Linked DNA regions of Mus musculus: region 2 is linked to region 1. Evidence: chromatin contacts called from public HiChIP or PLAC-seq data. All regions are on one chromosome and are shown on one strand. Each heading gives the region's core, a stretch centred on a gene start, on an enhancer-like site or on the middle of the called end of the contact. The rest is flanking DNA. Distances are from core to core; before and after follow the strand shown.

Region 1 (6,223 bases), core at 1,517-4,016:
TGGGGAAAATGTCTTCCATGTTTTTCTGTCCCCATAGTTTGCTAAATGACAGGAAAACACCCTGCATCCTTTAGTGACATCTGAGTGTGATTCTTTTAGCTTCTGAACTTTTCTTCACATTATTCCCTTTCACTGTCTACTCTGGGATAGATGTTTTGTCTACACAAAGTTCCTGACGTGGCAGTGGCTTCTGCTGGGGACTTTCCGGGCTTGTTTAGTCCACGCCTCCTCGTGTCTAAAGTGACCTTAAGCAGGTAAGGCTTCCTAAATTCCAATTCTCCTGCCCGTCAAATGCAGTTTTTATCTCCCTTGAAGAATTATTATTAAGATTAAAAGGTTATAAAATTTTAAATTGCCCTTAAAACTAACCTATCTATTTCCCCACTAATGTGTTGTTGCAGTTCTCTGCACATCACAGTGGGACACACGAGGAAAAAGTTATTATTGCCTGTGACAGTGACCTTCCCAAAGACACACTTGGCTTGACTGGTCATCCCGCCCTTTTCAACGCTAAGCTGTTCAAAGTTGTAGGTTCCCAGCCAGGTGCTCTAAAGGTGCCCTCCCAGGAGTTTCATCTTGAGAAGTCCCTCTGCCCACTGTACTGTGTGCATGGATCATACTTCGGTTGTGCTTTCTAGATGAGCCCCTCAGGCTGGCTGTGTAGTGTGACAGACAGTCGTGTACCTGAGGCAGGGTTTGATCAGAACTGATGGCTTTTTTTGCTGGATCCAACATGACCTTCGAAGGACAAAATGACAGGGTTCCTGTCCCTGCGACGGGGCCAGTGGATGTCAGCCTCCAAGAGTGTTGATGGCTGCCCTGGGCCTAAGGTTTGATTGTATAATAATGTACACATTTCACACTATGTCCATATTACACATTTCATAGGAATGACCTCTCTGTTAATGTTAATGACTACATGATAATCTGCAAAAAGGTGTGGTTAATGTCTCAGCAAATAATGGTATATACTGGGACCTTCAGGACAGCCCTTAAGGCTGTGGAAAAGAACTCTAAAAACATGAATTCAAAAATATATAATTTATCAATTATGCAAAGAATAAGGATGCAATATGAACTATATGAGGGGCTTCATGAATCTAAAGGAGCAAAGGCAGCCACAGTAATGAGCCTGCTTCTCAGAAAGATACAAAGCCAGGCAGATTCCTGCGTTCAGGGTCAGCCTAGGACACAGCACAGTTAGGCTCAGGTGTGGTAGAAATGGTAATTTCAGGACAAGGTCCCACGCAGCTAGCTCACCATCTGTGCTTACCAGGCAAGCAAACCTCTGAATTCTTTTGCAATGTTTAAAGAGAATATGTGCTTACTGTCTCCGAGGAATTAAGGGGCTGGGATCACGAGATGCTGATTCATGGGATACTGAAGTAAATAACGGGACTGATACGTAAAGTAAAAAGACTGGGCTTATGGCCTGCAGGAGACGAGCTATCCAGAGAATATTTTAGGATAGCAAGAGAGACCTGATTAGAGAACTGTCTCAAGCAGAACACAGAGAGAAAGTCTGGAGGTCTCCAGAGAAATCAGATCAGAGGGAAAGAAAGCAGAACAAAGAGAAAGAGAGCTGGAAAGCTATCTCCAGCAGAACATAGGCTGCCAGATTGGACACAAGTCCTTCCCTCCCCCCTCCCCACCGCTGTTCCCAGACAGCCCTTCCTCAGAACTGCCCCCACCCCCCCCCCCGGGCCAGGCTGACGCCGGTCCTTGGAAGCTTCCTGACATCTTCATGCACATATGTGTCCAGGATACACTCAGTTTCCCTGGACATGGCGCCTAGCCCAGACTCCCAACATTGGTGAGAGATACTTCTGCAGCCTGAGAACCTGCAGGTTGTAAGAGCTGCACAGGCACATGGACATGGACAAGCATCGTCTGTTTACCTCCTCGGAGCCCTGTCTCCTCTGCTATTAACTCCTGATTCAGCCTTCTAGGTCAGTAATGGTTTTAGAGTCACTGTTGCTGTCCATGACCTATCCCAGGCTGGCAGGATAAAAAGTCTATTAATGCTAGTTTCTTTTAATCTTCTATAGTGATAACACACAATTTAGCTCCACTGACACCCTTATAATCTCCTAATATAATCCTAAAGTATATTTTGATGGCACCCCCCTCCCCCCTGTACAAACATACTAAATGTCTGTGATGTTTCAGACTCCGTGGTGAGTGCTCTTAATCCTGATGTATTGTGGTCCCAGGAGATAGCTACAAACATTAATGGCCTCACTGTGCCTAAAACATAATACAGGGAGATCAGACACCTACTTACAAGTCAGGAAACCATGGGGAATGCAGTAATTATAATAAATCATGGTAAATAGACTAATTTCTGTACCATTGCTAGGGAGCATCTCATAGGGGTTGAAATAGAAATAGGAAATTGATGCGTTTGCTATAACCTGCACTTGTTGCAATTCTATAATGACAGGGATTCGGGTCTGTTGATATATGGCCTGCACAATTACCGGGAAAGGCAGAAGACATCTATTTTGAAGCCATATCTATTTCCTTAAGCCAGACTTGAACCAAAAGGAGGTCAGGGTCACCATTTAACGGTCTGCTGGTGGTCCGGTCTGAATCCCTGTAAAATAATCACAAGCAAAATGTATACTCAGCAAGCCAATTAGATGCACAGAAAACCTCGGTGCCTACAGGCAGCATCAGTCAACAGAAAGGGCCCAATTCTGCACAGCACCACTAAAAAATACCCATTGCACAGCCAATGCTTCAAACGCTGAAAGAACAGAATTACAATTGCCACATCCTGCCACACTCTCCTGACTTCTAAACAACCAGCAACCACTTCCTCAACCGTCTAGACATTCGGTCAGTAAAGTGGCTCCATAACCAGCAAGATGCAAGGAGGGTTTTCAGCCCATCAGTTCTAAAGGACAGACTGTTACACTACAGAAATAAGCATTTATTTCTCATTAGCAAAACCGTGTTAATGGTAATGGCTTTTATTTCGTTTAATAAAGATGTGCTTAGCCGGGCGTGGTGGTGCACACCTTTAATCCCAGCACTTGGGAGGCAGAGGCAGGCGGATTTCTGAGTCCAAGGCCAGTCTGGTCTACAGAGTGAGTTTCAGGACAGCCAGGGCTATACAGAGAAACCCTGTCTTGAAAAAACCAAAAATAAAATAAAATAAAATAAAATAAAATAAAATAAAAGATGTGCTTAAGCCTAGTTATACAAACTGAAAATTCACAGACCAAAATGACAATTTCTGTTGCACCAATTTAGAAGAAGTCTTGAATCTGAAGATTCTGAAGAAGGAAGAGTTGACAAGAAGGAAAGTAGAAGCCAATGCAGTTGGCATCTATGCCTTTGGCATGATCTCAGTGGTCTGAGGGCTTCTTTGATCTCAGGTAACTAGATGCTCTAGTTTTGTCTTGTACACTGGTGTCCCAGTCTCAGAGTGGCTCATTTCTAACTGTTAGAAGTTTTAGTGAGAAATATTTTTTTGAATATTTCAGTGTAAATGCTAGAAGCAAGCATGACTACAGGATTGTTATTACTTCCAGGTGCTCCACCCCACCCTGTTGATAGCTAAAAATAAGTATTGAAAGAAATTTAATGTAAATTATATTTTATATATTTTACTAAAATAGCTATATTTAGTATTTGTATTTTTAATTTCCCCTTTTTCTTTCTTCTTTCCAAACACTCCCTTATGCCTCCTCCTTTCTCTCTCAAATGTATGACCTCTTTTCTAATTGACCATTGTGTATACACATATATTCCTAAATGTAATCTACTAAATCTATATAATGCTACCTATATGTCCATTTTCAGGAATGGCTATTTGGTGCTGGATAACCATTAGTGAGTTCTTCCCCAACTCTCAGATTCCTTAGTTGCCTAAAACAGTTGTGTAGGATTGAGGCCTCTTGCTGCTGTCCTTCTTCAGCTCCTCGAGATAAGACTTTATGGGAGTGGCTTCTGAAATTTCTAAGAGACACAATCTTTCCATTCTTCTGGCTCTGACAATCTTCCCACTCCCTCTTCTACACTGATCCCTGAGCCATAGATATGTACTATTTTCTATATGTATTCACTGGGATAGACTCGATTATCCTGCAGTTTGACTGGTTATGGCTTTCCATATTGTTCTCTGTTGCAAAGAGACATTTCCTTGATGAGAGGTGGAGACTGCATTTATCTGTGGGTATAAAGACAAGTAATTATAATATGTTTAGGGATTATGCTGGTTTAGTGAAATGGTAATTGTGCTTCTCCTCCAAGATACAGGACTTCACTACCTCTGTGTAGCTGGCTGCATTTCTAGTACCTGGCATGATTTCTCTCTTGTTGAGTGGGTCTTAAGTCCAATTAAAGTTGTTGGCACCACCAGGGCATGAACACCACCACTTTATCATGAGGTATTTTGCCATACTGGTCATTGCTCTGCCATTTTGGACGAACATTTTTGTCCTTCATATATTCTTGTTGTAAATCCTCTGTCTGACATGTAGGTGGCAAAAAATTATTCTCATTGTGCAGGTTACCTCTTCACTCAATTAACATTGAATAGTCCCTACTGGTGTCTTTATCTTGAAATGTATTCTCTACTTTTTGCTCTGAAGTTCAAAGCTTTAATCTTATAGTGGGTCCTTGATCCATTTGAAGTTGATTTTCAAAGTGAGAGATAATAATCAAGTTTCATTATTCTAGATGCCATCTGCCATCATCCTTTCTTGGAACTATTTGCTAAGTTAGGGTTAGGGTTAGGGTTTGTATATGTGGATATCTGAGGTTTTTATATAAACATAACTATAACAATAATGCCAATAATAATAAATGACAAAAATAAATACTTCTGGTTGTAAATGTGTTACACTTATCATGTGTTGATTTAATCATGATTTTAAAAAATCCCATTAGCAGACATGTTCCTTCTGGTTTGCACCTATGCCTGGGAGTGGAGCCTATGTTTCAATATTCCCCATACCCACACACATCCAGAGAAATCTCCACAACCCTGCCCCACCAGAATTCTGACAAACTTAGGATCTCAAGAGTAGACCCTGTGCTCTGGCTCTCCACACACTCTGCCCACATCCAGAGGCAGGTTGACACCCCCCAGGATTTCTGACATAACACAGGCTCTGAGATCACAGGCTCACAGAAAGGACAGGCTCCAGTCAGAGACAGCAAGGCCAATTAACACCAGAGATAAGGAGATGGTGAGAGGCAAACACAAGAACATAAGCAACAGAAGCCAATGTTGTTTGGCAACATCAGAAACCAGAACTCTCACAACAAGCATCTTTGGATACGCCATCAAATCTGAAAAGCATGACTCAGACCTAAAATCCTATCTCATTAAGATGAAAGAGGACTTTGAGAAGGACATAAATAACTCCCTTAAAGAAATACAGGAGAACACAGTTAAATAAGTAGAAGCCCTTAAAGAGGAAGCACATAAATCTCTTAAAGAAATACAGGAAAACACAATCAAACAGGTGAAGGAAATGAAGAAAACCATCCAGGATCTAAAAATGGAAATAGAAACACTAGCAAAAACACAAAAGGAGACAACCCTGGAGATGTAAAACCTAAGAACGAGAACAGGAACAACAGATGCAAGTATCACCAACAGAATACAAGAGATAGAAGAGAGAATCTCAGGCATAGAAGATACCATAGAAGACACTGATACAACAGTTGAAGAAAGTACAAAAAGCAAAAAGCTCCTATCTCAAAACATTGAAGAAATTCAGGACACGATGAAAAGACCAAGCCTAAGAATAATAGGTATAGAAGAGAGTGAAAATTCGCAACTCAAAGGGCAAGAAAACATCTTCAACAAAATAATAGAAGAGTTCCATCTGCACCTGGGAGCTAAGGCTGTTCCACAGCTCTCCACACACAAATCCCGCCAGGAGAGAACTGGTCTCCCAGGAGTGCTCTCACTCCTAAGCTCAGAGGTGAGATCACCACTTTCACTCCAATAACTGTCCAAAGTAGACCAGCCAGGAGCCCACCCTGTACAGGAATAGTGGAGCACCTGTGGATAGGATCCTTCCAGTCTCTACCTGCATCCAGGAGCTAAGGCTGTTTCACAGCCCTCCACACACAAATCCTACCAGGAGAGAGCTGGTCACCCCAGAAGTGCTGACACACCTCAGATCACAGGCTTACAGGCCCACAGGAAGGACAACAGAGAGAGAGAGAGAGAGAGAAAGAGAGAGAGAGACCAATTAAC
Region 2 (5,982 bases), core at 887-3,386, 120 kb after region 1:
TCCTGGCAAATCTGTGCAGCATTTTCTTTGTTGCTGATTGATGTGGAAGCACCCATTTCACTATGAGCATTAGCACTCCTGTGCTGGTAGTCCTGGGGGCTACAAAGAAGTATGGTGAGTTAACTATGGGAAGCAAACTTATAAACATCATTCCTCCACTCCTACTCCATTAGTTCCTGCCTTGAGATCCTGGTTTCTTCACATTATAGACTGTAATATAGTACTCTCACCTAAATGACCTCTTTCCTCAGTATGATGCTTTTAGTCGTAACATTTTGTCACAATGATAGAAAGAAAACCAAGACTGGTAGATAGATACATAGGTTCATAGGATGCATGCATGCTACACATCGTTTACAATAGAATATAACATGTTCTGTACATTTTCAAAATGCCAGATACTAGGCCAAATGACAGAGGACTCAAGAGTCAATGTGGTAATCATAGTCTTTGTTTTCTGTGTAAGAAGATAACGATGTGGGATCACTGAGTTTGGAGTAGGGTTACTCAGCCTTGCTTATCTTCAGCAGCCTTTTTCTCTAGACCCTCAACAGCTGTAAAAGAAATTGCAGAGACCATTGTGTGACTGCCACTGAGTTTATAATTCTCACATTCCCAAAAGAAGTTTGCCAAGAGCCCTAGTTAAGGGTTGAAGCAGGCTAGTCCTATAAGATGGACAGAGCTTAACTAAAGGGACAAACCTTCCTCCTCAGCTCTGCCCACCCAAGGAAACCTGACTGCAAGTATGCATTGACTGCTAATCAACTACCTCTGACTCTCTCCCCCTCCCCACCTCTCCACCCTCGCTTTCACTCTCCCCTCCCCCTCTTTTCCCCTCCCCCTCTCTGTTCCCTTAGTGACTGAACTTTCTTGAGAAACCCCACTATGCACAAGTTATAGGATGTGGGTCTTTGGAAAACTGATGTAAGGATAAGCCATTTGTCCCCTAGGAACTGACTTAGGGCCATGGATGGAAGCCATGATGTTGGTCTTTGCTTTCTTTCCTCACTCTCTGTTACAGAAGAACCACTCAACACAGCAGTGAGCTATCGGACCAGAGCCAGAGCTGTGCTAAGCATCATTTGGCATGCAGACAACTTGCCTTCACTCTGCTGAAGACCATGCTTTACCAGCCTCTAACTCCTCCTGAACTACATGCAAGGGCTAGCCTTGGCCAGTTATAAACTAATTACTGATACCAGTTAGATCATCTTTGTTCACATTTAAGGTCTATGTCTTTCCTCAAATCCCTGAACTATTTCTAATAAATCCCAGAGTTATCCTTTCAAAATCAGTCATGATTTCTAGATCAGTACTATTCTGTATGATTTTCTTTCTAACCCAGAACATTTGGTCTGAATTAGGGCACTTCCACAAACTGTTCTTCAAAATCCACCCCTAAAGTGTTAGCTGCCTTTGGTTCCTGCTTCACTGATTCTGAACAGCCACTTACCATCCTTGACTTTAGTTATATTTGAGAGGAGAGAGGAGGGATTCTGAGACATTTCAAGCCACTTCTCTTGGATGCTTTCTGGGATCATATGCAGCTGTCCGCAGACCACTGCAAGCTTGCCTAAAGAGGGCCTTAGGTACATGTGCACACAGCAGAGAGTGTCTCCTCCAAAATCCAAGGCTTACTACTGTGGTCTACTCTGCTGACTGCAGGGACATGTATGTCAGCTCATTCTCACTGCCAATACTTCACTCTTCAATTCTGGTACATCCTGCCCTAGACATTTTTCACAATCTCCAGCCTTTCCCACTCTGAGTAATGTCCTCAACCTTGGTCCTCTACCAATTGTCTCCCCAAATGTACAGATCTCATCTGTCCACTTCCAGGATTAGAGTTCTCTTGTTCTGGCATGTGAGCATGAAGTCAAATTTCCAGAACCCTGGCACTCTGAAGTGCCTCCTCTCCTCCTGACTTTTCCATCTTCAACTTCTCCCTACCCAGAATCCCATGTTTTGAATGCAGGGCATGTCTGGCAGCTTTTCCTAGCTGAGTGCTGCATAACTCTGTCTTCCTGGCTAACTCCACTTCCTCTGTAGTCTCAGCTGCATCACTGTCTCCTCCAGGTACCCTCTCTCCTGGAAAGTCAGAGGGAGAGGCCTCCAATTGCTACACAGTAGTGCCCCCTTGTGTCATCTTCTGTCACAGCCTTCTGTCACTGTGTTATGTGTTATTCTGTGTATATCATGTATACATAAAGCAACAGAGAGGTTTGCTATGTGGTGCAGGAAGGTTGGGAATGCACACTGCCTTTCTTTTAGTTTTAGTTATTGGCTTATTCTTTTAATGCATGTGTTCTCATGTAGACAGATCCACACGTGCATCCACACATGCACCACTGTGGCACTGAGGACAATCATGACTACTGATCTTTAGGCACCGCCCATCTTGATTTTTGAGATGAGTCCTCTCCTCAGCCTGGAACTTGCACATCTATACAGGCTAGATGGTCAGGGAACTTCAGGGTTTCACCTAACTCCACCTCAACTCTAAGTTTATAAGAAATCTCATGTATGGAATAAAAAGAGCCCAAGTGGTGAACTGTGGAATGAGAATTCTATCGGTGCTGCAGAATTGTATAATTCCCAAGGATTAGATGAAATGAGGGCAGGGCACAGAGCCCTTTCCTCACTGAGGAACACTTGGAAATCAATATGTGCTGAAAGAGAAGAGTCATTTTCTTCTTCCACATATTCCTTGTGTGTGTGTGTGTGTGTGTGTGTGTGTGTGTGTGCGCGCGCGTGCGTGCGTGCGTGTGTGTTGCACTACCTTTACTCATTCATCCAAATACAGAATTATGAGCTTTTCACATCCTCTCTCTGGGATAAATGCTCACAAAACATGAGAGAGCACACATCCCTTGGCAAACTCAAAAGTCATTTAATTTTCTTTGGTTTTCCACTTGGGAAATTAGCAGCGGTGTCTCTTGGCAGGTCTACTCCTGACTGCCTGAGGTCTCTCCACTATGATTTCTATAAGGGCTTCACCAATTCCTATTACCACCAACAGGGCAGAAAGAAGGCTTCTTTTCACCTCATCCTTATCAGCCACTATTCTCTTTGACTGTTAGTACCTTCCTATCCGGAGTGGTGTGGGCAGCTTTCTAGGATGTGGGAGGCATGTCCTACACTGCTTCTCACTGAGAGATCCCAGAGCCAAGACAATGAAGATGGAGGCAGAACTCCTGCTTCAGATATCTCACTCTACTTCACTTTGTTTTCAATTCTTCTTTCTACAAGATTAATTTTACTTTTAGTTGTGTGTACATGCTAGTTATGTGTACATACATTTTAGTGATGTGTAAATAAATAAACATAATTTGTGTCTCGCTGTGTGGGCACATGCACTTTGGATTGCAGGAGCCTGCAGAGGCCAGAAAAGGGTCATGATCCCCCGAAGCTGGACTTCCAGGCAGTTGCAAGCTACCCAAGTTGAGGTAGCAGCCCAACTCCAGTCTTCTGCAAGAGCAGCACACACTCTCTTTGCCACCTTCATGTCATTCACTCAAAGAAAAGAAAGTGTAGTGGCTCCTTCACAGGAGCAGGAGGATAAGGCAGCAGAGGAGGGAGGACTCAAAACAGCCACTTGCACAGGCATTTTTGTGTTCTCCACATACGTTTCCTGTCATCTGCAAATCAGCTGGCATCTCCTGAACACCTGTGCCTGTTGCCCACAGGCCAGGCCTTCATCGGTGGCTCACTTCATCCAATCCTTGGGAATAATACAACTCTTCAGCACAACTAGCACTCTCAATCATCATCATCATCATCATCACCATCATCACCATCATCACAATAGTAACAAGTCAGCCACGTAGTGACACAGGCTTATAGACTATCCATCTTAGAGGACTGAAACAGGGATATATCTTGAGTATAGAATGGAGACCAGCCCAGGCACCAGAGTAAGTTTTTGTTTCAGAACAGATAAATGAAAGTAAGTAGGCAGGTGAGAGTGTGGACTACAGAAGTGACATAGCTTCTGGGACAGGCCCCGTTTCAGGCTCCAGACATTCTGGCACCTTCTCTACCAGAGGAGCCTGGGAGGGCTCTGCTGGAGCAGGTGGGGGAGCCATCTTGGGTTGAGGATCTCTCAGAGACTAGTCTGGGCAGGTGAGAGTGCAGACTACAGAATCATCACAGCTTCTGGGACAGACAGAAGCAACACAGCTTCTGGGACAGACTGTGTTTCAGGCTCCAGACATCCGGGCACCTTCCCCACCAGAGGAGGGGTGTCCAGTGTCTGCCCGGAGGGCTCTTCTGGAGCAGGTAGGGGAGCCATCTTGGGTCTCAGAGACTAGTCTGCACAGGTAGAGTGCGGACTACAGAAACTGCACAGCTTCTGGGACAGGCAGAAGTGACACAGCTTCTGAGATGGGCCCTGTTTCAGGCCTTCGTCTTCAGCCAGGAGGCAGGTTTGAACGCTAGATATCTGTTCACTTTCCCTGCAAGCAGGAGAGCTTGCCTGCAGAGAGTACTCTAACCAATGAGACACAGGAGGGAGCTAGACTCCCAGGTCTGCTGACAGAGGATAACAGAATCACAGGAGGAACAAGCTCCAACCAGAGACAACTATAACAACTAACTCCAAAGATTACCAGATGGTGAAAGGCAAATAAAAGAATCTTACTAACAGAAACAAAGACCACTCACTGTCATCAGAACTCAGCAATCCCTCCTCAGCCAGTCCTGGATAACCCAACACACCTGAAAAGCAAGACTGGGATTTAAAATCATATCTCATGATGCTGGTAGAGAAAATCAAGAAGGGCTTTAATAACTCACTTAAAGAAAAACAGAAAAACACAACCGAACAGGTGATGGGATTGAACAAAACCATCCAAGACTTAAAAAAGGGAAGTAGAAACAATAAAGAAAACCCAAAGTGAGGCAACGCTGGAGATAGAAACCCTAGGAAAGAAATCAGGAACCAGAGATGCCAGAGCATCAGCAACAGAATTCAAGAGATGGAAGAGAGAATCTCAGGTGCAGAAGATTCCATAGAGAACATGGGCACAACAATCAAAGAAAATGCAAAATGCAAAAAGATCCTAACTCAAAACATCCAGGAAATCCAGGACACAATGAGAAAACCAAACCTATGGATAAAAGGAGTAGATGAAAGTTAAGATTTTCAATTTAAAAGTCCAGCAAATATCTTCAACAAAATTATAGAAGAAAACTTCCCAAACCTAAAGAAAGAGTTGCCCATGAACATAAAAGAAGCCTACAGAACTCCAAATAGACCGGACAAGAAAAGAAATTCCTTCTGACATACAATAATCAGAACAACAAATGCACTAAATAAAGATAAAATATTAAAATCAGTAAGGGAAAAAGGTCAAGTAACATATAAAGGCAGGCCTATTAGAATTACACCAGACTTCTCACTAGAGACTATGAAAGCCAGAAGATCCTGGACAGGTGTTATGCAGACCCTAAGAGAACACAAATGCCAGCCCAGGCTACTATACTCAGCAAAACTCTCAATTATCATAGAGGGAGAAACCAAAGTACTCCATTACAAAACAAATTTCACGCAATATCTTTCCATGAATCTAGCCCTTCAAAGGATAACAAAAGGGAAACACCAACACAAAGACAGAAATTACACCCTAGAAAAATCAAGAAAGAAATCCTTCAACAAACCTAAAAGAAGACAGCCACAAGAACAGAATCCCAACTTTAACAACAAAAATAACAGCAAACAACAATTACTTTTCTTTAATTTCTCTTAACATCAATGGACTCAATTCCCCAATAAAAAGACATATACTAATAGACTGGCTACACAAACAGGACCCAACATTTTGTTGCGTACAGAAAACCCACCTCAGGGAAAAGGACAGACACTATCTCAGAATGAAAGGCTGAAAAACAATTTTCCAAGCAAATGATCTGAAGAAACAAGCTGGAGTAGCCACTCTAATGTCAAATAAAATTGACTTCCAACCCAAAGTTACCAAAAAAGAC

What was found. HiChIP or PLAC-seq counts read pairs in DNA pulled down with a chosen protein or histone mark.
Region 2: a contact with region 1 is called in a RAD21 HiChIP or PLAC-seq map of pro-B cells, with 9 times the contacts expected there. The contact joins two enhancer-like sites. A contact is called at or near these places in 4 of 15 datasets of contacts at CTCF or cohesin (CD8 T cells, the G1E-ER4 cell line, large pre-B cells and 1 more) and 1 of 115 datasets of contacts at active chromatin or transcription factors (T-cell acute lymphoblastic leukemia).

Annotation. Positions count from the first base shown.
Region 1 is chr13:19,159,530-19,165,752 of GRCm38.p6, forward strand. The region is part of intron 3 of Gm31887 (a long non-coding RNA gene); the gene reads right to left. Among named protein-coding and RNA genes, the nearest start is that of Gm31887, 31 kb to the right of the region's middle. Within about 2 kb of position 2,767, at least 29 of the 459 cell types and tissues checked have an H3K27ac peak or open chromatin away from gene starts, as enhancers often do. A contact at or near this core is called in CD8 T cells and pro-B cells, where this site is marked.
Region 2 is chr13:19,281,230-19,287,211 of GRCm38.p6, forward strand. It overlaps Tcrg. Among named protein-coding and RNA genes, the nearest start is that of Gm31887, 91 kb to the left of the region's middle. Within about 2 kb of position 2,137, at least 4 of the 459 cell types and tissues checked have an H3K27ac peak or open chromatin away from gene starts, as enhancers often do. A contact at or near this core is called in CD8 T cells and pro-B cells, where this site is marked.